Regions from separate parts of the Mus musculus genome. Here region 1 is linked to region 2. The links are chromatin contacts, called in public ChIA-PET maps. All regions are on one chromosome and are shown on one strand. The core of a region is the stretch at or near the end of the contact, and the rest is flanking DNA. Distances in the headings are between cores, read along the strand shown.

Region 1 (5,813 bases), core at 2,756-5,255, 170 kb after region 2:
CATGATATATAACCTAACCCAAGAGAAGTCAGTCTGGCTATAGTATTATTATATATGACATCTCAGGAAAGATAAATGTGTGTGTGTGTGTGTGTGTGTGTGTGTATGTGTGTGTGTGTGTGTGTAAACATACCATTAAAAATTTGAGGAATTTTTAAAGCTGGTTTTCTGTAAAATTTTGTGTTTCAGATCAGTCAAGGTGAAAAGTCCTCAGCTGAGCCACTCACTGATACAAAGACTTATCGATGGTCTAAGGTGAGGAACTTTTTAAAAAAATACTTTTTGAAAACATCTTTATGGAGGTATACCTTACACAACAAAAATTAGCTTTTTTAGCTTACAACTCGATGGCTTTTGGCTAAACTGTGGAACTGTGTGGTTGACACCAAAATTCAGTTTTTTGTGAGCTGATAGCAGCTCGTGAATTGGGCATCTCCAGATGGCAGGTGGTTAGGGGTCCACCAGGGAAGCATGAGGGGAACTGGATCATGGCATGCCTGATGAAGTAAGGCAGAGAAACTATCTGACTCAGCAAAGTGGGGCAGTGCCTGTAAAGTCAGTGTTGGGAGGTAGCTGGCAGTTTGTGTTCCTGGCATAGGCCTCACTCACCACACTGACCTGGGTTTCAGTCTGCTTACATAGGAACTGAGGACTCTGCAATCACCCAAGAACCTCCCAGTTAATTATTCTAACAGCATTCGAGACGCTCCCAAACTTTCGGGCTTGGTGCTACAGTTCTCAGATTCAAATCTGCAGTTGCAGGTTTGAAATGACTCAGATTTGTGGGAATAGCTGTGTGAGAGGGGGAGTAGCTGTGTGAGAGGGGTAGTAGCTGTGTGAGAGTAGGTTAGGTTGCAGTAACAAAACCATAAGGAAATTAATGAATTAATTAAAACCAAAAATGTCTGCCTTAAGAGCGTGGTTCTCCTCCTCTCCAGTTTACCGGCTCAGTTACTCAGGCTGATGGGTCTCTTACCCCCTTTGAGACGCTTTTCACCTGTGAGTCCATGACACAAAGCCCCACTCTAATCCCTTGCTAGGCAAAGACAAAGAAAGAAAGAAAGAAAGAAAGAAAGAAAGAAAGAAAGAAAGAGGAAAAAAAGAAAAGAAAAGAAGAGAAATGAAATAAAATTGCAGGTTGCTGGGTTTTTTTTTTTTTAAAAACAAGACAGACATGCAAATTGTTCATATCATTTCCAGTAAAAGAATATGGAAGAGGTAGCTTCCATCCAGTTATCCGTGGGATCTATGAATAGAGAAAGGCAGACACTGCTGGGAGCTGGTCATTTTGCCCTAAGTCTGGGGGACTTTAGCTTTGCAGATGTTAAAGCACAGGGACCCTTCACACATGTGGTGCACACAAACTCACATAGGCACACACTCATACATGAATATAAAAATGAATTAAGTACATAAAATAAGAATTCCCATACTAACTACACACCAGAGACAACAGGCAGTTTGTATGTGCAAACGCCAGCTAGACTCCAGATAGAAACAAAATATTAGGTGCATGCTCACATTTTATGTTTTGAAATTGTGTGATTCCTAATGTGACTTTTGCTTTTTTGTGGAATGGAGTCTCCTCTAAATTTCTCTTAAGGCAGTTTTATATGCATGAGAAAGAAGTGGTTTTTTTTTATTTAAAAGAATTTGAGTCTGCAGCATAGAAGGCAATAAAAGAGGACTTATTTATGGATGAGTCTGTAATGAAGATTATGCCACCCAAGATTGTGGGATAGGATGGCAAAGTGTGTGGGTATGTGAGAGCAGGTGTCCACAAGAACACTTGAACATGGAGAACAGTGGTCAGAGCCAGCGTTTTGATTAAAATGAGAAATAATCCTCTAACTACTCAGGTTAGTGTGAGAGCAGAGGAGATTGGCTTTGTTCTATTTTGGTCCTCACTAGAGTTAAAAAAAAAAAAAAGGTGAAAGGTGAAAGGTAAGCTATGAATGAAAGCCAAGTGTAAATGAGCTGATAAAATACCTGCTGTGTTGTTTTCTACTTGCCACTAAGCTGCCATCTGCCACATTATGGAAAATTGTTCCTTCCCTTGCATGCAGGCAGTGTGCATCCCTTACGACATTAACTGCTGATCTGCTACTGTTTAACCCACAGACTGAAGTCTTGCTGGATGAAGGTCTTTCATTTTTCATCCTGAGTGGAGAAGAAGATTCAGCAGTGAGCCAGTCTTCGCAGCAGGTTGGATTTGTGTCTCTTATTTTATAGTTTTACTCTCCCACAAACCACCTGTTAATTAAAGGCACTGGATGAGAGCTGGATGGGAAAGGGATTCGTGTGTGCCTGTGTATGCCTGTGTGTGTGTGTGTGTGTGTGTGTGTGTACCCATGTGTGTGTGTGTTTTGTTTCATTTTGAGGCAGGGTCTTTCCCTGTAACTCAGCTTTGGCCTGGAACTCTGGACTCCCCTGATGTTAAGATCGTGGGATGCACCCTCATGTCTGGCTTGGAAGATGATAATTTCATTGTTAAACCTTCCTCCTTTCTTGGAGTTGAGCAGCTCACTATGTATAATACCTAGCATTGACAGAGTGCCTCCTGGCTGCTCAGTGATCCACTAGATCATCAGAATGGATCCCGTTAGTCGATGCTCATAAGTGAGGGCCGGAAAGCTAGCCTGGTGGCGAAAGCGTTTGCCATGCACGCGTGAGAGACCTGAGTTTGATTCCAGAACCCAGGTCAAAAAGCCAGATGTGGTGGCGTGCATGTGTAATACTGGTACCCCAGAGAGGCAGGACCCTGGTGATCTGGCCTCGTCTACTTGGCAAATTCCAGGCCAATTAGAGACTGTCTCAGACGGTCTCTCAGAAGAGGATGGAGGGCACCTAAGGACAGCGCCAAGCCTGTGCTTTGTCCTGACTCTCAGGAGCGCAATGCGACGCACGCACGCACGCGCACACACACACACCCACGCGCACACACACACACCCAAATCTGTGGGACAGTCTTTATTGTTTGTATTCTATAGATAAGGAAAGTAAGGCTGGGGAGTTGAGCATCCACAGAGCAGGGAAGTGTGGGTATCAGAACCCCCACCTGTGTTCGCTGTGTCTTGTTGTTGTTGTCCTTGTCTAAAAAAGTGTCTCCTCACACTGTGGTCTCCATATTACTCCTCACGTCTGTCTCTCCAGTTTTCGTTCCTGCACAGTCAGCTACCGACCCCTCTGTTCTCTCACATCTTCCTGTTCCTTCTCAAACTAGTGCACACTCCTCAACCAGTTGCTGCTGTGTGCTTGCCCCTCTTCCTCCACCCCCCGCTCCCAGTTCCCATTCTCACCCCTTCCTGATTCATCCATCTCGCTATCCTTACTGTCTGCCCTGTACCATGACTTTCTCCTTCACCTTTACGTTTTCTCAGGGCCCTGCCACCCGGAGCCTACTGCTTCCAACTCTCCCATCTCTCTGTGTATCGCCCAGCTCTCCGGGACCAGGTCCTCTCTGCCCTCTCCAGTTCTCTCCGTTCTATTTCTCCGTGGCTCTTTAACTGATTTTGTTGGCCTTGGGTTCACCCCCCCCCCGCCCCCTCCCCCCAGGATATAAATCGTCTACCGACAGCTGTTCATTATAAGGCACGGACTGTAATCTCGTCGTTTGAGAGATGAGGCCAGCCTGAGCTGCCTAGTGAGACCCTGTCTTGGAAAACAAAATCAGCAAAGCCCTCAGAACACCTATAAAACTTTACCTTTAAAAAACCTGAGCAAATACAACACCACCACCACCCAGAACCTTAATACAGAAACAAGAAGGGAAAAAATAAACACCGCATGAAATCTTCTGTCCTGGGAAAAATGACTGTTACCATTTCCCACAATGCTCTCTCTGCGCATGCGCCCACGCTTTCTAGAAACAGAACGCTCACTGGCAGAAAGAACTAGCAGTGCTGGTTCCATTTTCCTGGTTCTCCAGCCTGATCCTGTTGGTGCCAGGTTAGCTTCTGTGTCATTCTCATACCTCATGCCTAGTTCTGCACATGTCTGTAGGTTCCGCTTTAAGACTGCCTGCCATCAGACTCACGTTTCTGTACTTTCACGGTGCCGCCCTGGTGTAAGCCAACACAGACACAGACTCTCGCCTGCATCGTTGCCAGGCCTTCCCCCCAACCCTACCCCCATCCCCAAATTCACTGGGCACTCGGAGCAATCCTGTAAAAAGCAAAGACTTTTCTCTCGCTTAACCCCGTCTAAGGGTTTCCTGGTTCGCTTATGAGGAAAGCAAAGTCTTTTCAGCTTTTCCCGGGTCCTGCATGACCCGCCCACTTAGCTGTGCGCACTCTTTTGCGTGCGCTCTCTCATTTCTTCTGTTTTCCTCCTCTGCCACCTAACCCCACCCCCACCCCCCGCCCCGCCCCCTGCTCCTTACTTACAGGGCCCAGGGCTTTACAGTTATTTACCTGCCTTGAAAGCTCCTCTCATATCCATACTGCATCCCTCACTACCCTCGGGACTCTATGTGAATGACACATGATTAAAGATGCTGGGCCTAGAAGGTCCTAACTAAAATAATAGCCCCGACCCACCGAGTTCCGAGCTCTCTGTGCCTTTACCCTGCTTCATTCTTCCTCATAATTCTTAGTGTTGCCCAATATAGATATTTTGGTCTGTTTATTCTCCTCCTGGCATGTATTAGGTATTCAATATCTGAATATCAAAATACGTTTTTTTTTTCCATCCTTCCCAAGATCTTAAATACAAAGAAAGCCAGCTGACCTTCCAGAAATTCGAGATACCGGTTAAGGGGTAGGATTTTCTGAGAAAAGGGGACCTTCTTCCCTGTTCTTCCCACATAGCGGAGTGCAGGCACCAGATGCTATGCGGGGACACTTTTCCTTCTCACAGAGCAAGTATGAAAGAAGTGAAGCAAAGGGTGAGGCCCCAGACCGGGCTGGGCATGCTGGAGTGCAGGTTAGATGACCGCAACTTGGAGTTATCTGGGAAAGCTATCTTCCTGCCAGAAGGCCCTGGGAAGCTACTGCCCCTGTCCCACCAATATCTTTTACAAGAAGCTGAATTTGAGTGTGGCTCCTTCCTGCCGAGAGAAAGATGGTCCAACCTCATCCGTGAACCTAGGGCGAAGTCTGAGGATGCTCTCAGAAGGTTCTGGTGGTCTCTTTGTAGCGAGGGAGGGATGCTCCTTCGAGATAGGACAGCATCCCCCCCCCCTTGTTACTCAATGCTCATTGATGTCCACCTACATTTCAATCTCCTCAGCTTAGACTCCATCCCACAGCAGCCACCAGCACAAGGAATGCTCTGCTGCGAGCTGCTTACTGAAGACCAGGAAGGTGACGGTTTGGGGTAGCAGCTGGGTTGGACTAAATGAGAAAGAGTTGGGCAGACAGGTGCTTATTGGGTCAAGATCAGGGCTTAGCCCAAACTGAAAACAAAGATGAGTTGGTAAGGTTCACAAAGATGTCTGTAGGTCAAAACATCAGGAGTCAAATTGAGGACCCATTTTCTTCAGCCATCAGGAGGACTGAGAACCCTGGCCTACATCGGTGGTGTAGAGGAACATTGCATGGGAGCACCAGCTGGAGCAAAGGACCCCTCATACTTCATAGTTGGTGATCAAGATATTTAAGGAGCTTTCCTCTGTGGCGAGTCCCCCAGAGCTTACTTATGCTTGTTACCGTTATACCTTGAATCTCCAAAAGACACCACAAAAATAGCTGCCTGTAAAATATTTCTGTGATTTCATAAAAGGGATAGGAAGGCAGGAATGTTGGCAGGACCTGACACCAACCCAGGTGATGCCCAACTGTGCTTCAGTCAATTCGGGAAGGATACAGGGAAGG
Region 2 (5,310 bases), core at 2,622-5,121:
TCATGCAGGCACACAGGATAAGTAAAAGTTAAGAAAATATTTACTAAAAAACAAAAAAAACAAAAAAAAAAAACAAAAAAAAACTAAACATGGTTCTGGTAAAACTATCATGTGGTCCAACAACTGAAAATCTGGCACTCTTGGACATTTATCTCAGAAAAATGAAAACTAAGTTCATATAAAACTCCTGTGTATGAATGTTCAAAGTGGCTTCACTCATATCCTCTACGCATGCTCGAGAGGCTAAAGCCCAGATGTCCTTATTGAGACTGGTTACTCTGGCTTTGGCACATCGGTACCACTTTACAAGGCTTCACTCTCCGCATTAACTACTACTCAGATTGGGGGCTGGGGAATTAATGGAAAGAGACAGACAGACAGACAGACAGACAGACAGAAGGAAGGAAAGACAGACAGACAGACAGACACACCAGATGAGTCTATTTTCATAGCATTCTTCAAATGGAAAAAGCAATTAAACATAGAGGAGATTAGAGGTGGCCAAGGGTTAGGGATAAGGGGGAGGAGACAGTGATAACAAAGAAAGGAGCACAAAGGTCCTGTGGTGTCTTCTCTGTATTAATGCGAAAGCCCTGCTAGAAACATTGTTTGAAATCGGAGTAAAGGATATATGGGATCTCTCAGTATTAAAAGTGTAGTGACTCAAAATTAAATACTTAATCGCAGCCAAAAAAAGAAAGAAAGGAAAAAGGGTCAAACTAACTTGTACATATTTTGGGAGGAATGATTATAAAGAAACCCATATTGCCAAAAGAAATATTTGCCCACCCGCAGGCAGCTTCCTATATACTTCTACCACACTACATCTTTTTCCAAAACCTGACCGGTGGCACGCTTTGACCACCACACTTCCTACATACGTATCTGCGGTACATACTTGATCTGGGCACAGCTATGGACTGGACCCATGGTAGAAGACGTTGCCTGAAGGGCTGGACCCCAGAGCGGTGCATGTGTCTCAGCATGTTGAGATGTTGTCACAAATCCAAACACCTGTGAGAAGAATCTTATTAGTGGGGGTGGGGAGGTGGGAGTGGAGGGGGTGGGGTGGGGAACGGGGAGGGGGGAAATGACACATGAAAAAAAACGGTAGTTAACTTACTATACTCCCTCCACTGCTCTTAGAGCAAAACCATGACACTCTTGGTTTAAATTTTGCTAAGTTAGAAACTACTTCCTCAGTGTCACAGGAATAGAAAAGAACTGCTCTTTACTTTTTACACCAAACAGTAATTAGATACAATGAATACTTTGAATGATAAAATATTTTTAAGATACAATGTTTATGGGCTGGAGAGGTGGGTCAGAGGTTAAGAACACTGCCTGAACTTCCAGAGGTCCTGAGTTCAATTCCCAGCAACCACATAGTGGCTCACAACCATCTTTAATGACATCCAATGTCGTCTTCTGGCCTGCAGGTATACATGCAGGCAGAAAACTGTATACATAGTAAATACATCTAAAAACAAAATCAATAGTGTTTATGTATTGGTATTAAATCTTTGTTATATTACCTGTTCTGCTAAGACTGGTGGCTATTGTCCAAATCCTTGTGTGTATGTGTTAGTGCTCAGGAGTACCTGCAAATGTGGAGGTCAGAGGTCAGAGGTCAGTTCAAGTGTCTTGCTCTATCTCCGTCCACTGTATTGTGGGGGATCAAGTGTCTCACTGAAGCTGCAGCTTGCAGTTTCTGTTGGACAGGTTGGCCAGTGAGCTTGTACCTGCTGGTTCCCTTCCTCCAACCCTGAGGTTACAGAGGCAAACTCCCAAACCAGATTTGACACGGGTGCTAGAGATCTGAACTCAGGTCTCCATGCTTTCCCAGCAAGTACCTTACTGGGAACTGGTCCCCAAGTTGCTTTTTCAGTGGGCCTCAAAAACACATTAGCATTTAGCTCTATAGCAAAGAAAGAGCAAGGAACGGACTATACCATTCTGCAATTATTCTGCACAAAATCACAGACATGGAGAGAGGAGAAATGGGCAGGATGCTCTGTAACAGAACATACGGCAACAGGCGGATAACCGAACCTGGTGAGTGACCGACCGCTTTGCTGGCTTCCGTTTCTGCATAACACTGAAGTATTTTGTGGGCCCATGTCTTATGTTCAACACTTACATAAATCCCTTCAAAAATGGCTGCAAAACTATTACTTACACACATTCTGCAAAATACCTATAAAAAGTCAGTAGTGACATAATTCCAGTTGTGCCCGCTTTGTACCACCTCCCCAGACACTCTCATCTTCACATTGGACATAATCCTCCAGGTAGCTGGCTCATGTGTTACTGTTGCTCTCCCCAGACGGGCTCTAAGCTCCCCTTTGGGGTATGCTACACAGGGTGGGAATCCACACAACTTTAGATTGGATAGATCTAAGTGTTGGCTGTCCTTGCCATGGAGATTGCCAACTCAATCTCCTCATCTGTAAATGAGGGATAATAACGGTTTATATGGCCTGAGATCACCGTGGGAGTGACACAAGGCAAGGCTGGAAAGCGCCTGGGTGCACAGATAAGGCTATTGTCCACCCCCCTCTTCTGTCTTTTATAAGGCACTGACATTTCTTAACCTTTCCACTTACTTCCTTCACTGACACCAAAAGGTCAAAAGAGCCACTGATGGACAGCCGTGCTTAGTGGCAAACGCCTGTAATCCCAGCATTCGGGGGAAGTAGAGGCAAAAAGGATCAGAAGCCCGAGGTCGTTCTCAGCACACAGCCAGTTCTAGGCCAGCCTGGGCTACATAAGACCCTGTCTCAGAAAAGATTCTGATCGGGTCACATGCATAGTTCTAGACTGTTTACCCCTCTCTTGTCTAAGCACAGAAAGCTCTGAACGTCTGAGATCCTTGGAGGTATGAGGTCTACCATTTGTCTCTGGCCCAGGGAGGCAAGATCTTATATTGCAAACGACTGTTCAACCAGTCAGTTTGTTGTGACAGCAAAAACCAGACAGGTGATGCAAAAGCCCAAAGGGTATATACGTGGAGACTCTGTGATCGAGAGAGAAGTTCTTATATTTTAACTCAGAACAGCTTTCAAGTGACTAGACACAAACACACGGAGAGCTCTTATCTCACTTAGAGAAGTGAACTTCAGTCTCAACAAACTACCCAGAAAAACACATGCTGAGTTCATGGTTCACTACTTAATAGAAAGACAGAAACTCAAAGATAAATGTTGTTGCTTCGGAGGGTGGGGGAATAAGGCTGGGGTATGGCGTGCGGGGTGAAGAATCTGAGCGCACCCTTTCTGTGCCAGGAGATAATTATCACACACGGGGTCTCCGGGAATAACCCTGGCTGCAGGGAGAATCTCCTATGTACAGGTTCCATATGTCAGGTCGCGAGCCACAGAGAATTGCAGACTCAGGCCCTGGGAGTGCGTCCGTGGATGGTTTCACACCAGGTGTATGACTACTCGCAGCACAGGAGCCCTGGAAGCCGGTTGTGGACTTGGTAGGAAGAGGCTGCAGGGTCCTCCAGCCTCCGCTGGTAGCATACCCAAAAGATGGCCAGAGATCCCTGGGCCTCCTAAACCCTGCACCGGGAGCTGTGCATGAGCATCTCAGAGCACCTGGCTGCCCCGCGCCGCCGCCGGCTCCCGTGTCCACGCCCCTCCGGACCCGCGGCTGCACCCCGCATCTCCCCCTTTCAGTGAGTGTACCCCTTGCCCGGTGCTGCCCAGCCACCTACCTGCTGGCCGCCGACCCCAGCCCTGGACCACTCTTCGCGGCGACCGCCCTCTCCTCCGCCTTTTCTTCCGTCTACGTCCAGCTCTCCGGAGTTGCGTCAGCCGCGTTAGACTGAAGCCCCGTAGCGCCGCTGACGTTGGGAGACGGGTCTGACCCACGCTACGCCACGGCAACGGCGCAGGCGCTTCTGAGAATCGCGCCCACGCTCCACGTGGCGGCCCCCTCCCATCCCCAGGCTCCGCGCCCGCAGAGTATAGGGGCGGGGCTTCGAGCACCCAGAAAGGAACCTCCCCAGACAGCTTCCCAGAAAGGTAAGGAAGACTGGCTTCTAGTTGCTGATGGATTTCATAAAGCGTGTTTGACAGTTGATCGTCTATATGTCAGACTCACATTAGAAATAGATTGAATCAACAAAGACCGTCTCCCTCAAAACAAAAACAAAAACAAAGACTGGCTATTGAAAAAAATTGGCACCATGGTAAAACAAGTTGGCACCTAGTTACCCGAAAATAACAGCCCAAGTGTTTTCAGCAAAGGTGGTGGTAAGAATACTGCATTTTAAGACGGTGTGTTTAATCTCTGATTATTAATAACCACTGATTATCCCAAAGTTGAATGCATAACGGACACAGATCATCTCCTTCCGGGCTGGCAACGTTCTCGTCCCATAGCACCGTTCGTTGCAGGGAGGCCATTGTCTAGAGAAGGTCAACTGTGGCTGAAAATTGGTTCTTTATGCTTTTGTAGTCCTGACAATGCTACTGAGCCTATTCATTCATTTTCTAATTCACTAAAGGGAACTTACCACTACTTCTCAGTCCATGATGCAGGAGTATGGGGGGAAGGGCAGGGGGCGGGGAGCGGGGGGGAGTGGGGGGAAGGGCTAAAAGGAGGTTTCAGCTTAGGAGAGATCCACGCTCATGGATGATAGGTTTGCAGAAGAGAACATCTGGCTGGGAGCTCACCATACAAAGATTTTGAATCTTATGGGTCACCAAGTCAGTGAATCCAAACTTCTAAAGCCCTGGAATGATATGATCAGGTTTTTGTGTCGGAAATCAGCACAGAGGTGTAGAAACTGGGAAGTGGGTTAGCCTATTGCAAAGCGCCCTGTAAGAAATAAAGCAGACGAAAGGCGCCGACAGGGGGCGTGGGAGCAAAAAGGAAGGCGCGCTCACAGCACTTTTTGCTAAGGGTTGAGTACCAGGAAGAGGAGTTCTTTGAAATGAAATGTGCGTCGGCATATGAGATCTAGGAAGAAGCTGAGAAAATCTGTGCTTTGGGAAGGGTGTTGGCGCCAGGACGCGTTAAATTTTGAGCACGTTGAGGGTGGGGAGGTGGGGCATTAAAGAGAAACAAAACAGCAGGCGCTGATTAGATCTGGTACCCGGGCTTCTAAAAAAAGTGGGGGGGGGGGGGTGCGTGTGGGTGTGTGTCAGGGGTGTAACTAGACTAAGGGACTGGAGCTAAGTTAGAAGGCGATTCTGATTCTTCAGTTCACCCACAGATCACCTTATTGTAATTGCTTGTCTGTCTTCCCTCCTAGGGAGCAAACCTCTGGACAGCAAGAAAGCATATTCCTAGAATATGAGA

Evidence for each region. ChIA-PET counts read pairs in DNA pulled down with a chosen protein or histone mark.
Region 1: an RNA polymerase II ChIA-PET map of memory CD8 T cells shows a contact between it and region 2, with 13 read pairs. The contact joins the enhancer-like site here to the promoter of Aldh18a1 in region 2. A contact is called at or near these places in 5 of 115 datasets of contacts at active chromatin or transcription factors (the 230-238 cell line, bone marrow-derived macrophages, memory CD8 T cells and 1 more) and 3 of 9 other capture datasets (adipose tissue, liver and pancreatic islet).

What each region holds. Positions count from the first base shown.
Region 1 is chr19:40,758,231-40,764,043 of GRCm38.p6, forward strand. Cc2d2b (coiled-coil and C2 domain containing 2B) reads left to right here. Exons shown (of 35, transcript NM_001376940.1): 5 at 190-255; 6 at 2,122-2,205. Among named protein-coding and RNA genes, the nearest start is that of Cc2d2b, 12 kb to the left of the region's middle. Within about 2 kb of position 4,006, at least 39 of the 459 cell types and tissues checked have an H3K27ac peak or open chromatin away from gene starts, as enhancers often do. A contact at or near this core is called in bone marrow-derived macrophages and memory CD8 T cells, where this site is marked.
Region 2 is chr19:40,584,592-40,589,901 of GRCm38.p6, forward strand. It overlaps Aldh18a1 (aldehyde dehydrogenase 18 family, member A1), which reads right to left and starts at 3,872. Exons shown (of 19, transcript NM_019698.2): 1 at 3,719-3,872; 2 at 1,536-1,601; 3 at 899-1,014. The coding sequence starts at 986. Gm27042 (a long non-coding RNA gene) reads left to right here and starts at 3,941. Exons shown (of 4, transcript XR_386705.4): 1 at 3,941-4,028; 2 at 5,264-5,310.